2 separate regions of the Columba livia genome follow, and region 2 is linked to region 1. A link is a contact called in public Hi-C data. All regions are on one chromosome and are shown on one strand. The core of a region is the stretch at or near the end of the contact, and the rest is flanking DNA. Distances in the headings are between cores, read along the strand shown. Region 1 overlaps IQSEC1 (IQ motif and Sec7 domain ArfGEF 1). Region 2 overlaps IQSEC1 (IQ motif and Sec7 domain ArfGEF 1).

Region 1 (5,696 bases), core at 680-3,179:
TGCAGATTGCATTTTGTGAGGTCAATGAAGGGATAGAAATTGTGTTCAGGCACTTGCCAGGATTTACCAGCGATGATTTCTTTTTCCATTGAGATATGTGCTGTACAGGTGCATTGGTTTCAGTTAACTTCTGAGCATTACGCTCATTGTTCTCGGCACATGAAGTAATGTCGTAGCATCTTGTGCGTCCAGGTGTTTTTGAAAAGAAAGCCGTGCCCTAGGTGTGAGTTCCCTTGCCGAATGCTGCTGTTGCACATGCGGCACAGCGTGAAGGAGGATTGCCCGGGCTGGTCTGACACGGGCCGGGAGAGGCGTCTGCAGGTCAGGGGCACTTTCTGCAAATCAGTCCCAGCTTTGCAGCTTCACTCTCATGACATGGCCTGTGTGATCTTTCATGACACATTTATGACCACAAAATGAGGGAGTAGCACAAGCCTTGGCAGCGAGCTCCTGAGAGGATGCGTGCTCCACCCGTGCGGAAGGGCTGTGTGCACAACTCGAACAAGTGGCTTTGAAGTTACCTATTACAAGAAGTCAAGTTTTTTCCAAGTGTCAGCATGTACCAGAAGAAATTTTAAAGATGTCTTTTACAAGAAGTCCAATTAATTTCATTGCATCTTTGAAATCTTTCTTGGAAATTAAAATCTCAAACCTTAATTAACAAATAATAATGTTATTTCTTTCTTGTACATGGAGCTTGGCTGAAATGCAAAGAGTTTAGAACCTTAAAGAGGTGCATGAGTTGTATTAGAGAAAATATTTTTGCTTTGTTCACTATGAGTGTTGAAAGGATAAAGTTTCAAGCAGCATGGAAGGTCACTATTCTCACAGTTGAAATTTCAACAGATGCTTAGAATTATTCTGGCTTTCCTATTACAATAAGAATTTTCAGAAGCCAAAGTGCAGTTTTCCTACCAGAGGCTGTTTATTAGAGTAGCCAGTTATGGATGGAGTGAGATTTGAGCACAACTTGTGGGCTAGTTGACTTCATCACCATCATAAAGCAAAACATTAGTAGCACAAATGTCCTTAGAGAATGGAGAGCACAAGACAGTAGAGAAAAAAAAAAAATGTAGGTAATTGAAAACTGTTTTTCTAGTAGTCATATCACTTGATCATAGAATCTCTTTCTAACTATAATGTGACACTCGTTTTGGAACCTTAGTGTTGATTAAATAAGTCTATTTTTTTAAAGAAGGTTTGTGGCATCTGCTATACCGGCATGTAAAGTGTCACCCAAACGGAATGATTTCTGCCAAAGAAATTGCAACAAAGTAAGAGCTTCTGTACATTCTCCTGGTTTTGAATGGCAGCAGTGACCTCACCCTGGCAATGGGCTGTCAGATGGTGAGCTACCATTCATCGCCTTCCAAAAGGAAGGGTTGCAGGTGCAAGCCCAGAGCACAGGGGCTCCCAGGGCAGCTTGCTGAGCCCAACTGTGTTGAATTAGGCATTTTCTTCAGTGCAGTTTGAAAGGGTTGTAGTCTGGGAGAAATTACACTGGAAACCATTCCTTCCTCATAGGCAGAAGAAAAACACTACCTAGAAAGGTTTATTTTGCAGGCTTCAAACCCTGCCAATGCAAATCCAGCCTTTGAGCCTGGTTTGCTTATAAACAAGGCTTCAAGAGGGCTTTTGACTGCTGCTTAAAAAAAAAAGTGAAAAGGGCTGTGATTTGATTCTCATGTTTGTTTTGACTGCAGACTGGAAATACCAGGTTTGCCAGTTATTGCGGCCCAATCTGGTAGGATTTTCAGGTTCCATTCTGCTATCCGTGCACTGATGGGTCTGACAGATTAAACAGGACCAAATGGTTTTTAACCTCAGTAGTCTGAGGAAACACGTCCTGCCCCTGAGGCAGCTTTGCGGTCGGCAGTAGCAGACTGTAATTCCGTGCAGAGCTGCGTGTAGGAAGAAGGACATTGCTGTGTTCCCTTCTCGTGTGCCACCATGGCCGTGGCGCTAAGTCTGGCTCCTTTCCAAGTATTTGTGGCCACCAGGTATGTCTCTTGATAACACCATCCTCAGTTCCCACCTCCCAGCCTGCAGTGACACGCTGAGCTGGGCCATGTGGAATGCAGGACAGTGTAGCGCTTATTCAGCTTTTTCTCGGGCAGCGGACACAAACACTTTCTGTATTAATCAAGTGTTTTCGACAAAACTTGGAGAGCGTTAGAATGGTTTGAAAAGTTGATGTGACTGTGCCTAGCAGTATAAAATATGGGAGATAAAAGTTTGCATTTCTCAGACTCATTTGCTAATCTAGCAGAGACTAGAATCATATTTAGTATCTCCTTTGGGATATCAGGTAGCAGAAGGCACAGTTAAGTGTCCTCTCATCTGGCAGCATTCCTGCGGCACTGGGATTTCTTGCCATGGGAACCAGTCTTGCTTGTGCTGGTGCCAGTTGTTGCTGTTGCTGGTGGAGAGGGCCTGTGCAGTCCATCTCATGGGCCATTGCCACCACGCTGCTCTGCTTTTTCTGCTATGGCATCATTTTGTTAAAGGCTTTTTTGGTGTGGTGTTTTTGTTGAAGGTTTTACAGCCTAATCTTGCACATACATCTTGGAGGTAAACGAACATCAGGCCATTTAACATTGCTAGAACAGACGCTAGGCTATGCATATTTTTACAATAAGTTTTCCCAGATGACTTTCATTCCCCACCCCCCTTTTTTGTCCTCTCTTGCTTTCTGGAAAGGGTAGTGACAGATGGAAAACTGTTCCCTGTGTGTCCTCAGCCCATTACAGCATACTGTTGGGGAGAGTTTTCTGTAGCTTCTTTTATGAGGAGTTATTGTCAAGGTTCCCACTATTCCTGAGTTCTCTCAAAGGGTTTATTAACAGAGCTAAGAAGGCATGAGTATCTGTTTGCATTATGCAGTGATGTATCGTCTTTTGACCCTATTGGCTTCATTTATTGCATGATGGAGATGATTTTATTCAAAATTGAAACATCACTGTTGATGTGAATTGTTTACTAATTCCAGGAGCAGACTCTTTAAAACATGCCTAGATTCCTTGAAATGTTAATTTAAGTATTTCTTTATTTTATTAAGCAGAGAGGGACTTTACTGTTGTTGCAACATCTGGACTGCAGATTATTCAGCCACAGAGAGTTCCAACAAAAATTAAAATCAAAGCACTGCATGTAGCTTGTCCTCTAACATGCAGAGGAGTTAGTAAGAAGAGAAGAATGTTCTTAGTGTGACTCTCATTATTTCTAAAAACGTTTAGCCCTAAGTGAGAACACCCAAAGGGGAAAAAAAAAAAGCTCTGTGTGTTTTGCTTTGTTCTGTGCATGTTTTATCTTTTCTCCCCGAGGACCCATTTTTCCTCCTTTTTTTCCAAAATGGGTGCTTTAATTAGTATACATTATGTCCCGCCTATAAGAAACAGCTGAAATGTCTAACTCTGGGAATTCAACCAATAGTGTATTTAAGCGCTGGCTTCAAATATGCGCACAAGGATTCCCTTTTTTGCCGTTAAAGGGAGTATAAACTGTACCAAATGTTGAAAGCAAATGTAGCTGTCGCAAGGCTGCTCTGCGAGCAGCAGAAACCGTGTGCGAGCGTCCCTGGCACCGGGATGGAGCCATTACCTCATCCGCGCCGCCAGCTCCGCCTGCCCTCGCGCACTCTGGGCACACGGCTCCCGCTGCTACGTGCCAGGAATCGGCAACCGCTTCGCTCTAACAATGCCAGGGTGCGTGCTCAGGATACGGCCGGTTTTTTAGAAAATCAGCCTGTGAATGGAGGAATTTGACTGTGTGAGCAGCTCCCAGACCAGCCATCTGATATGACTCTGGATGCCAGAATTACCCCTGCGCCCAAATCTCGACTGATCAAGTTTTGAGGGTGAAAAATGTGACCAGCTGCCTTTGCAGGCGTACAGCGGCCAGTTTGAATAGGAAGTTGGGAAAGCTGTGTAAGGAACCCTTGGAAGAAGAGTTAAGGAAAAGAGAAGGCAGCACCAACTCTTTCTTCCTGTTTAACAATTCACATCTATCTACTGAATTGGGGTTTGGTGGATCTGTAAATGGAAAATCTGGAGATCTTTAAACAGTACTTTTGCATTGCAAATTTAAGAGGTATCCCTTTTAAGGTAAAGGTGGTTGTCAGTGTTTCCCATTTACAGTCAGCAGAGTTGCAGAAATTGAAGCTGAAGTGCTTCTGTTAGGTGTAACTGGGGTGAGGGTGTGGAAAGAGAATTTAGGGCAGGGACACTAGAAAATATTAAGACAGGAACTGTTCCTCAATTTCAAGGACATAGTCATCTTCATGTGTCACTCCTGACTGCAGCTGCATAAACATGAAAGCAACAGCCAGCCCTGGCAAATAGTTCTGAGAGAGCCAGCAGGTTTTTCATGTATCTTGTCTCAAAGTGGAGTATGTTTTACTCTGCTGGCAGCTCCAAGCTCTTTTCCCTGCTCCTCGAGAAATGCAGAGATGCAAAGGGGTCAGAGGAGGTGAGAAATCCTCAGAGACTGTTTTAGTCCATTTATTTAACTAAAATATTTCCTTTCTTGCAAGGAAGGAAGCAGCAGGAAAAATAACAAAGGCTGTCCACTGCCAAGAGAGGGAGTAATGAGGATCTACAGAATCTGCTCCAGCACCGTGACTCAGGGTTGGTTCACTGGCCAGGGCTTGCCCGCTACTGCAGTGCAACTGCTCGGGGTGCGCCTTGGGATCCTCCTCACTGTGCTACATGTTCCTCAAGGCTGACGCTTCTCATACCGAAAAAATCCTGTTTCCAAAATAGCTTTAAACTCTGTTTTTCCTCCTTTATTAGAATAGCCCAGACTTTCTGCTTGGACACTTTAGCTTTCATACACTTTTTACAATTTTGTAATCACCTCAGACAAACCTAAACGCTCAGTGAGCAGCTCTGATGTTTGATGTATAATTTCCTAGCACTTCGCTAGGAAATGGTGGCATAAGGAAACTGATTGATCAGATAGAACTGTTCAGGTCACTTGCCCGATTTTGTGCAAAAGGTTGTCCACAGAGTTTCCTCTCTTTATTTTGCTCCCCCACCAAATAGAACTGGGCACTGAGATCACTTCCTAGTAAATTCTTTTGTGGGTGACATGAATATAAATGAACTTTCACTGAATGGAGATTACACCGGGTAATTTGGCGTAATTGCAAGTAAGCTGTGACCTTTACATGGGTGGTGGTAGTTTTTTGGTTTAGTCTTGAATGAACTTGGGAAGCTCACTCAAGACTGAGAAGATTAATGTACCATAATGTAGTGGGGAGAAGTCTTTCCCACTGGGGGGGAAACTTTAGAGCTCCTGCCCAAATAATGTGGATAACTGTCTCGCCATTTCCATGAGATGCAGAGAAGCTGTGAGAAATGTGTTGTTTCTTGGTTTATTTTCCTAAGCCAGAGAGTCTTTCTTGTAATTACCAGAAGATGCAGTTTACACCTGGTTCTTCTTTCTCTTCATGACAAGGTTGTGTAGCATGAGGAAGGCACAGATCAGGCTTCCCAGTCAGTTTTCCTTTCAGTCTATTTCTTGTGCTGCTGCAGAGCTGCGTGAGCTCTGGCAAGCTGACGCTAGTTTTGGTAGTATTTTAAGGATGTTGAGTTGTTTTGTTATTTCCCAGGATGTTTCAAAGAGCCATAGTGATTCTCCTAGCTTTGTTGTGGCAGCAGTAGGATATTCAGCAAAACTAAAGGAAGAAGTACAAC
Region 2 (4,975 bases), core at 2,065-4,564, 37 kb before region 1:
ACCTTCTAATGGCTCTGGTAAATTGATTAAATTATCTTTTGAATGAGACAGGTTTCAAACGATCGGTGGATTTGCGGACGCTCCCCATAACAGGAGCCGACTCGCTTCAGGCATTTGTCCCCCAGCTGGGACTTTGCCAAACTCCAACTGTCAAAGCACCAGCTCTGGGTAGCAGCCACCCACAAGGCCTGTTAGCGTTTATATCCCAGTTCTGCGGCTTTGGCTTTCACGTGAAGTCAGGGCGTCTTTACCTCCTTCTCAAACACAGAGGGAATTGCCACCAATCCAGGAGATGCAATTCTGTGGACCACAGCAGTACCTGTGAGGCAGCATGTGCTGAAAGGCATCAGTGCAGGAATCACAGACTCACAGAATGCCAGGGGTTGGAAGGGCCCTGGAAAGCTCATCCAGTGCAATCCCCCATGGAGCAGGAACACCCAGATGAGGTTACACAGGAAGGTGTCCAGGCGGGTTGGAATGTCTGCACAGAAGGAGACTCCACAACCTCCCTGGGCAGCCTGGGCCAGGCTCTGCCACCCTCACCAGGAACAAGTTTCTTCTCAAATTTAAGTGGAACCTCCTGTGTTCCAGTTTGCACCCATTGCCCCTTGTCCTGTCACTGGTTGTCACCCAGAAGAGCCTCATGTACCTCTGAATGCTACTACAGCGTGTAAGGACTGAGCAGCACAGCACAGCTTCCAGTGTCAGCCACTCCTCCCAGTTTGGTCTCATCAGCAAACTTGCTGATAGTCACTCTATTCTCAGAAATAAAACTAGCTGTGAATTTTTTGGTAAGCTTGTTGCCTGCCTCTTTGTGTTGATATCATGTAACTGTAGATGCAGTCACATAACACTGATTGTGGAATTAATGTGTGTGAGGGCATGGGCACGCAGAGCCCTCTGAATAGCTGAGTGTTCTAAGGGAACATGTACTCTGGATAGAGAAAATCTGACAGGCACTTGGAATTAGCCTGAGTAAAGAATGAATCCCTCAGACTTTTATATGGTGATTGTGTAATAAAATCCATAACAGACTAATGTTATTTTTATTTGAAAATTTTACAGAAGTGTCTGGACTTCGTATTAACAGGTTTAAAATCATTAATCCTCCATTTTTAGAAATTAATTAACTGAAGAATGTATGTGCCATTGTAATTCCCTGCAGGAGCACCACAGCATTGTGTAAAGCCGTGCAGAGCACATGCGGAAATTGTCAGCAGACGCCTGCTCGAGAGTGTATCTGGGAACTACAAGGAGAACAGCGGTTTGTGACAGACCGTTTGACTTGTGCTGTGGTGGTGGAGGAAAAGGATGAGAGGGTGAACTTGGATGGTATATTGCACTGCACAGTGAAACAACCTTTGGAAATTTGGGAGAAACAATGAGTGACGTTTTTCTTGTTAGCATGTATGTTCTGTGGCCTGTGAGCGGGACTGAAAGGTGTAGTAGCATCACTACCGTATTTCTGAGCATCCAGACAGAAGCAGCAGTTGCACTAAATACCAGTTTTTGCATGAAATCATGTTGCAGCCAGTGCTTGTGAGACTAGAATTCAGCACCTTTTATTTTAAACATTTGGGTTTTTTTTGCTTTATGTGTATTTGTTGGCATTGTAGGGAGGGTAAATGTAGGTCTGTGAAACAGATCGGGTTTTGTCAGAGCTCTTAGGGTTTTGTTTTAGGCCAGTTGTAGCTGGTTGGAGCCAGGGTAGCATTGAATAGTCAGGTTGTAGAAAGCTTCACCTTCCTTCAACATTAACATTACTTTTTCCTTTCATCTATCCTAAACTGCAGCTTCTGCCAGCAATCATAATGCCACAAAGTACAGCAAATAACATAGGCAAATACTAGCACTATGTGTCACCGTTGGAATACTTTCTCCAGAGTTAACAAACAAATAAAACCCCAACCTCTCAGTTTGGTCTCCTTGGAATATTATGCAGGAGCTTTGAAAAACAGATGCCCAAGAACCATTTCTGTTTTGTCTCAGTGTTCATATAGATGTGGTTGAGGAGCCTGTGGCTTCACCCCATGGCTCGGCAGTACTGACCAGAGGTTTGTGCAGAAAGGCGCAGTTGGCATCTTCTGGCTTAGTCAGTCCTGGGAAAGGCCTGAGAGGAGCCATGGGGCCCTTACACAATGTCCATTTTAGGGAAAAAAATAAGAGTTTTAGATTGTCCGTCATACTCGGATGCTCTTTCCACATCCTTCAAAATGTGTTTTTTTGCCATGGGTTTCAAAAAGAATCCATTTGAAATAACTCCAGCTGGGACTGTTTGATGATTTCACTCCCTCTGGCCCATGGGAGAGGTTTCAGGACAGCACAAAAAGGGGTGCTTGGAGTACTTCACCGTTAGTGAAAGCTAATTGATCAGTAAAATCCCAAACAACAACAAACACCTTCCTGCTATCAATATTGAAATTAGCATTCATCCTTAATAGCTAGACTATGCTTATAAGTAGACATTTAGCATAAAATAAACGTAAGGAAACTTCATCAGCTAAATAATATCAGGAGAGGCTCTGCTGGCTTCATAAGCAAGGTCAGAGCAACATGAATCATGCCATTTATATTTAGCCCAGGTAAATACTTTGTCTACAATACGCAGAAACAGAACCATGTAAATCAAGATGCGTTTTTGCTGCCAGTTTTAAGATCAACCACACATCTGAAAATAGTTACTTGTTGAAACTCATTGTGATGGGTAAGAAATACTGTGGGTGACAAATGAAAAGCTACTGAGACAATAGTAAAGCAAGCAACTGATGCAGTTGGGACACATTAAACTATTTTTGCAATTATTTTTGTAAAGATTTTTGTAATCATCTACCTATAAAAACTAGAGGATTTTGTTGTCAGTTGAGAGTATCTGAAAGTCATTCTGAAAACAATAAAGTAGCAAGTTTAAAAATTCTTATTTCTTTCATTATTTTTTGTAGGAAGAAAGATAACCACTATAAATCAAGTATAGCTGAATCTCTTTAGATGAAATTTTAAACTGATTGAGCAATACTTCACATTTCAATTACTTTGCAGTTCATAATTTAAACAAAAGATGGCATAATATCCAAGCTGGTGATTCGATCAAGTGAATGTAAAAGGTTTCTAACGCTTCATTTGGAGTTCCAGTTATTTTCGTTTTTCTTCTGTCTCTAGGAAGTCACAAGTCTCTTCCTAGGCTTAAATACCAGGTTTTTCACTTGCTAACTAAACATAATCTGCTTGTGCTACACTCCACCTTCTTTTCAGCAGGGTTGCAGAGAGGAATAACCTTTGTGTGACACATATACAGGAATGACGAGGTGGTTGGTGTGAGCGCCGCCTGCGCGGTCGCACGCGTGTGTCTCCTCGGGCTGTGTGAGCAGCTCTGCAGGTTGGGTTTGTGTTTCGGGCCTGAAGTCTGGCACAACAGTCTGGTCCTGGTGGGGCTAATGGGGTGGTTTGATAGGATAAGGTGTAATAAATGTCTCTGGGATGATGGGCATGGATTATAAGGGGTGAGGTCCTGGACATCACTGCTGGGAATGCTCGCAAGCGCTGCTGGAGCCTTAGGAGGTGTTTAGGCTGGTTTGCATCTAGGCCACCGTGGCTGGCGTTTCACTCGGCCTCATGTTTGTTCAAGAACAAAATACCTGCAATATCTGCAAACAGGTTTGCCAGCAAAGCATTCGATTGTGCCACCTCTTTGGTTTCACCCCTTTTGGTCCCTCCGTGCTCCTTTGGATCTCCATAATGGGTTTTGCGCCTTAAGCTTAGATTTGGTTTGGAATAGGAGTTCAGATCTGCAGTCCATAAAATATTGTTCATAGCAGAAGCCTCCTGAGGCCTCTAGATGACTCCTAGTCTGTGAAATAGCATCTTCCATCTGTACCTGCCAAGCTCAGGAGATGGGAAGGTCACGGTCAGGTTTGCATGGAACAGCCTGGAGCTGTGTTCATCTGGAGAAGGAGGAAATCTCTCCAGTCTGTTAATGTGAAAGGGTATAAATGGATTAAATTGCCAGGCCTGGATGTGTTGGGCTGCGGAGGAGGAGAAATTGGAGTCCCTTTGCATCCAGAGTATGTTTCCTCCATATTAATAGAGTTAAGTAACATTGATATAAACTGGTTCACTGAATAATCTCATGGTGGGTGCCAAAGATCACCCATTTACAACACATCCTTCATCTCTTTTATTACCTCAGGGTCATTTTTATTTGCCGAGCTACTGCAGTTTGTAGCGTGGGCACCTGGATTAGTGGGGGAAAAGGCTATTTGATGGTGGTAAAGAAAACGAATTTGCATTTCAGATGACTTCCCATTCTGATCTCCAGATTGGTTAGCAGCTTTTCCTAAGACACCTGGGGGTGGTTCTTATTGTAAATTAGCTGTTTGCATTTGAAAGGGTACCCACCCTTAACTATACCGTGCAATTAATTAGCATAAGGGATTTTCATTTTCTTTTTGTTTAAGACTTAGATGAGACTTAATTTATTAAATATTTTCTGTGACAGGGCAAAAATTCAATCAGAAGTTCAAAGCACCTTCAGTAATGTAGTTCCTTGTTCTTTTGTTACCGGTGACAAAAATGTGATTTCTTTGCCGCTTTTGCCTTTTGAAGGCAGTGATTAAAAATATGCTTTGGCTTCTGGTATAGGTCCCTTATTGCACACTTTGTGGGGCAAGCTATAAGCTTTGAAACAGAGGCCTGTGTCACCGGGGCTGCTGTCGGGGCGTTCCCTGTGGATCTAACAGTGGGGACACACGTTTCTTCTTTCACTTAACGCACTAGGAAATGTAATTAGTTTTCTGCACTGAGAGTTTCAAAGAGGAGTTTTCCTGGTCCTTTTTTTTACCTTAACATACATGTATAGGTCTGCTGGGCATGACGGTGAAGGGACAGCGTGAGGGAGAAATCTGTGAATAAGCAGTATGGAACAAATATTTGAGTCTCCTTACGCTTGAATTTATCACTCTGTAGTAATAAATAACCTGCC

What was found. Hi-C and Micro-C count contacts between places; a contact is called where the count stands out from the background.
Region 2: a Hi-C map of liver shows a contact between it and region 1, with 3 times the contacts expected there. The contact joins two enhancer-like sites. A contact is called at or near these places in 2 of 2 Hi-C or Micro-C datasets (crop and liver).

What each region holds. Positions count from the first base shown.
Region 1 is chr10:1,801,209-1,806,904 of bColLiv1.pat.W.v2, reverse strand. All of the region lies in intron 6 of IQSEC1 (IQ motif and Sec7 domain ArfGEF 1), which reads left to right. Among named protein-coding and RNA genes, the nearest start is that of ACAD9, 47 kb to the right of the region's middle. Within about 2 kb of position 1,929, at least 1 of the 3 cell types and tissues checked has an H3K27ac peak away from gene starts, as active enhancers do.
Region 2 is chr10:1,840,175-1,845,149 of bColLiv1.pat.W.v2, reverse strand. The region is part of intron 4 of IQSEC1 (IQ motif and Sec7 domain ArfGEF 1); the gene reads left to right. Among named protein-coding and RNA genes, the nearest start is that of ACAD9, 85 kb to the right of the region's middle. Within about 2 kb of position 3,314, at least 1 of the 3 cell types and tissues checked has an H3K27ac peak away from gene starts, as active enhancers do.